Linked DNA regions of Sus scrofa: region 1 is linked to region 2. Evidence: chromatin contacts called from public targeted proximity ligation data. All regions are on one chromosome and are shown on one strand. The core of a region is the stretch at or near the end of the contact, and the rest is flanking DNA. Distances in the headings are between cores, read along the strand shown. Region 1 overlaps LOC102159901 (a long non-coding RNA gene). Region 2 overlaps LOC110260821 (a long non-coding RNA gene).

Evidence for each region.
Region 1: a contact with region 2 is called in a targeted proximity ligation map of skeletal muscle. A contact is called at or near these places in 12 of 47 Hi-C or Micro-C datasets (embryonic fibroblasts, epiblast stem cells, fetal heart ventricle and 7 more) and 2 of 2 datasets of targeted methods (alveolar macrophages and skeletal muscle).

What each region holds. Positions count from the first base shown.
Region 1 is chr5:91,509,598-91,512,297 of Sscrofa11.1, reverse strand. All of the region lies in intron 4 of LOC102159901 (a long non-coding RNA gene), which reads right to left. Among named protein-coding and RNA genes, the nearest start is that of DCN, 170 kb to the left of the region's middle.
Region 2 is chr5:90,447,812-90,450,511 of Sscrofa11.1, reverse strand. It overlaps LOC110260821 (a long non-coding RNA gene), which reads right to left. Exons shown (of 3, transcript XR_002344330.1): 3 at 273-2,134. Among named protein-coding and RNA genes, the nearest start is that of PLEKHG7, 140 kb to the right of the region's middle.

The DNA.
Region 1 (2,700 bases), core at 33-2,532, 1.1 Mb before region 2:
AGAGGGCTCTCTTCCTGCAAATAAAATGCTTTAAGTTATGAAACTTTGGTTCAATTCGACTCTGCCTCCTTTTTGCCCAGTGAAACAGGCGGCTGATGGAAAACCAAAGTTCAGGGCCCAACTTTTCTCATTTGGTAACTTTCATTTCCTAATAATATTGGATAATTAACAAATTGTGTGTTCTAATGCTTTGTCACTTCAAGAGCATTTGGGGAGAATACTTCTTGTGTCTACTGAGTAATGGCTCAAATGAAAGAACACGATCAAGAGAATGCTTTATCACTGTGCATAAAACATACTGAATATTTATGATTTTAATTGCTACACACCATGTGCATACCTGTTTGGAGAATTATATAGATCTTTAAAGGTCAAGCAAGAGAATGATTTTGTGACTTTATAATTCATGATTAACAAGTCATTGAAAATTTCTATTAACTCAAAATGGAAATTCATAGAAATTCTTAAAAAAAAAAAAAAAAGAACCCTTAGTATTCCCTATATGTAACTGGCGTTTTTGTGAGTTTGTGAAACCAGATGCTTTTGGATAAAAAAAGCAATACTGACTCTTTCTTAGACTTAGTGCCTCTTTGCTAAAAGAAAAATTCTTAACTGAAAATGCAGTTCTATTCCTAAATTTATTGTTTACAGAAACACATGCTAATATAACAACGCATGAAAAATTAAAAAAAAAATGCCAGACATGCCTCGACATGCAAAATGTATTTAGCTGTTTGCTTTAACATGCTACTTTCATTCTGCAGCCTACCTTCTCCAAGACCAAGTATTTTTGCGAGTGAGGCTAAAAATAGCCAGCGAAGCCTAACAACTAGCTTCTGATTGGCTCGGTACAAAGGCCACTTAGCCAATGAGAGCTTCTGGGAACAAAAGCAATTCTTTTGTGTGTGAGATGCTCAACCCACGTCAAAACAGCTTCAGGCTGTAGAAGCGATTTCGGTTGAGATTTAACAAGGTAATAATGCATTTCAGTCCTCTGAAAGGTTTGAAGCAGAACAAAGGGGGTAGTGAAATCTACAAAACAAATGGAGTGCTCAGACTTTCAGGGGATGAATCATCGGGTGCCTGAGCTACACACATTTGCAAACCCAGAAAAGCAAGTGCGCTAGGATTTTTTTTCTTCCTTCCTGATATTTTAACTTATTTTCCGAGCGTTTTCTCTGCTCAAAAAAAGAGAAAATCAAAGGCGTTGTGTTCTGACTATGCACAAATATGCTATTACGTTGACTTGCTGATGAATAGAAAGCAACTCAATCACGATTCCCTTACATGGTACAAAGAGAAGACAAAGACTTGTGTGAGGTGGAGAGTAAGTAGTAAAGCTCCTAAAGCTTTGGACTTTGGTTTTTGGGAATCACAAATATCCCATGTTCTCAAAGTAAACGCAGTTCTGGATTAATGTTGTGATGACTCCCATGATAAAGTGGGACTTGATTTGAAGCAGAAACATGGAATTTTGGGAGGTTTTAGCACCACCAAGGCATTTCGCCTGTAGGGGTCGCTGTTGCACAGCAGACGAACCTCTTCAGAGCGTCCTTCCTTTTAATCTTAAATGAAAGGAGAAAATGGGCTTGGTAGGTGCCTTTCAGGTAGGACAAAAGGGAGTGGGGAGTCAGTGTTTGAAACTCTTAAGCTTCACTGCGGTCATTACTATGGGACAAAGCATCCTATAACAATACAGTCTACTTCACATGGGACTGAAATGCTGTACAGGACAAAATGTTGCTACAGTAACCATTGGAAATGTTATGTAACACATAGCAGCTCATAAGCCATTTCATGGTTTAAAACTGGCTTTATTAAGCAGGTGATAATTCAGGGATGGTATGACACTTCAAAGGCTCCAAGCAGGAGGTAAGACACAAGGACACACACTTTAACTTCTTGTATAGGAAATGCATACAGGTTACCAAGTCCAGAACACTGTTGACAAGAAAATACAGATTGCAAATGCATTGTTTACATGTTCTTTTCCCAGAAAACTTCAAGTTCAATGCATTTTTTTGTCTTCAATATAGCTTTTCTGATAAATGATTATTGAGTGAAATCTTAATTATCCTTTATTCTTGGCATGACGTAAAAGACCTGCATAAATCAAACATTTCAGTAAAATGAAATTATATTTTTATTGTGTGATCAGGTGTGATAATAAGAGCAGTACTTAAGAGTCACCTGTTTAAGGAAATGCATAGTCATAAAATATTGCATTTGCTAATTATTGGTCTTAACTGCATTTATGAGCCTCAATAGATATGTTGCCGTAAAACATGGAGGTGGTTTGCTGAGAGGAGTATCCTATTCTAACAAATAATACGAAAACTAGAGAGGTAATATACACTGTAAAAAACTTTTTTTTGCACTCACTTTAAAATAGTCTCCTATGGGGGAAAAAATTAACCTAGGGAATTATGTTCCTAAACAACGAAATCCCCAAAGGATGGTATATATGCAGTTTTCAACATTCTCTGTCTAGAAAGAATGTGGATTCTGTCCTATTGCAGTACTTTTGTGAGTTTTATAGTTTTGGCTTTATCATGTTGGCCAAGGGCCAGTTAAAGGAATTCATCACCAAATGCTTACACAACCCCTAAGGGTGTGCCTAATGCTTAGTTTAGGATGGGTGGTTGCAGTAGAAGAGGCTGTGAGTACTAGCTGTACCTTATCTCCCTGTGCCTGCCAGCT
Region 2 (2,700 bases), core at 117-2,616:
AAGGCACATCTATTGTCTCCGGCAGACAGTGCCAGAGATAAAGTATCCTGGAGATACAATGTAAGGCAGCCTGAAAATGTACGTGCCAAGCCAAAACGAAAGTGAGGCAGCACAATGGTAAGTACTGAAGGAGCAGCTGGTCCTGGGGGCACCAGACTGTGTCTTTCAGCCCATGTCATCAACACTTGTTCATAGAGTAAACATTTTCTGATGAGGTGCCTGTCAGTATCCATTTATTTATAAATAAGTGAATGAATAGCATCCAACTTACACATTTTTCATGGTCTTTTATTTTCCCTTTAAATTCCAAAACCAGATGAGAAAAGACACCATGTAACAAAGTGATAACACAAGGAGAATGCAGCTCAGTCCTGGAAGGAGAGCTGACGACTGACAGATGATACACATTGTGACAATGGAAAGAGGCAGTTGCAGACTGTTGTTGGAACAAAGGAGGTCAAGTCTTATTCTTTTCTCCTGCTGGCACAAAAGGGTTGGTCACAACTTTTCTTTAAAAAGAAGAAGAAGAAGAATGCATTCATAAATCAAGGCTTCCTGGGCCAGCAGGAACAATCCCAGCACTCCTTAGCTACACTATCGTGGTTGGTAGACAAATATTTCTGACCTTTTATATTGAACTTGCGATCTTCTTGGGCAGACCTGCCACTCTAAGAGAGTCTTTTTAATGCAAATTAGCCATAGTCATCTCATTTCATCCATCTCTTCTTGGAAACATCCAAACAACAGCAAAAGGATAAAGCTATAGACATGTAGAATCATCCTTTACAGAGGTTTGTAGCGTCCAGTGGCCACTAAGTTTCCTATCAGTAAAAATGGCATTGGGCTTCTTCTCTCCTTACCATCTCCTTCTTTACAAAGCAACATATAAGAATAAATGAATTGAGTCAAATCCATCTTGGGCCAAAGGATGAATTGTAAATAAAACAAAGACGCAGATGATTAAATAAATGCACCTTTCTTTTAAATGAATGATGACATTTCCTAGGACTAATTTAAATGGAGTTTCTTTTTAGAAACTACCATGGTGCACAAAAATTGGTCTGCTGGGACCTTGGGTTTAAATCTTAGCATTTACTAGACAAGTTGATAGACTGCATTAATCTCCCAATTCTTCACCCTTTCCTGTGTCCAAGTTCTGATGCTAGGCACTACCAAACGACTTGCTTTGGCCAACAGGTTGTTACCAGACATATTGTAAGCAGAGGGTTAAAAAGATGCTTGCATGTTTCCAGTTGTGCTCTTGTCTTCAGCCACTGCCATGAGAACATGCCAGGGCTAGCCTACTGGATGCTGAGAGGCCAGGAGGACATAGCTAAGGCCTCCTAATTTTCCCAGCTGAAACAATCCTAATCTGCTGACAGTCAACTGACTCCCAGGCGTGTAAGCACAGCTCAGACCGGAAGAACTTCCCAGCTCAGTCCAGCTGATTTATGAACTAAATAACTAGTTACTATTTTAAGGCTAGGTTTTGCAATTATTTGTATGTAGCATGACTGTGGCAAAAGGTAACTGATAGAATACATGATACCGGTCAAATCACATTACCCTACAAGCTTCAGTTTTCTTTAATTCTCTCATCTCCAAAATGAGTGAACAGTGACTTCTTCAGAGAGTGGCTGCCATGATTAAATTAATCAAAGTAAACGAAGTACATGAAATTGGCACTGTTCCTGATACACAGTTGGCATGCAATCAATGAGAGTTCCGTCTGTGCCTACTGTTCTGCCTTTAGATCACGCCCATCAGAAGAAAGGCCTCCTTAATGCTCCATTGATCCTCATACACTATAGAAACTATTTATGAGCCATAGTTATGCCTTGTCTGGAGTGCTTCAGTCAAGTCCACAGGGTAGTTCGCCAGATATTTAAACAGAAAATCCCTGTTAGCAAAGCTTAAAGGGCAACACATTGAGATTTCAATGCCCAGAACTGCAAGCAGGGCTTCATTATCTCCCTCCTGGGATTTCGCAGTCATGTTCTAAGTGGCCTCCCTTTTCCCAGACTTGTTTCACTCTCCCACTATTCCCCCACGTCCATTTCCAGAGTGGTCATACAGCCCCACTGCTTGAAGTTCTTTAGTGTTTCCCCACACCCACATGATGAGTCCAACATCCCTAGAGTAACACACAAGATCCTTTGTTACTGGCCATTCTTAACCCACCTCTCCTGCCTGCCTTTTTCCTACTTCCCAGTACCTTGGCTGTACCAAATAACTTAGAGTTCCTGAGTCAGAGTACTGCACGTCCTTAATCTGAAATCCCTTCCTTCCATATACCTATTTCTGAACTCCAGTTCCTCTTGTTTCAGTCATGGTTCTCCAGAGAAAGAGAAGCAATGAAACAGAGAGAGAGAGAACGAGAGTCAGAGAGAGGGAGAGGGAGAGATTATACGAATGAGCTGGTACAGATACGGAATCTAAGTCCTAGGATTTTCTGTCTGCAACCTGGATAACCAGGAAGGGTGGTGGTGTCTAAGTCCGAAGGTCTGAGAATTGAGGAGGCTGATGGCTGAATTCCTGGTCTGAGTTCAAAAGCCCTAAAACCAGGAGCACTAATGTCTGAGGGCAGGAAAAGATGAGGACAGGCAAACCACAGCCCATGGGCCAAATCTTGCCCACTGCCTGTTTCTATACAGCCCCAAGTTAAGAAGAATGGCTTTTATATTTTTAAATGGTTGTAAA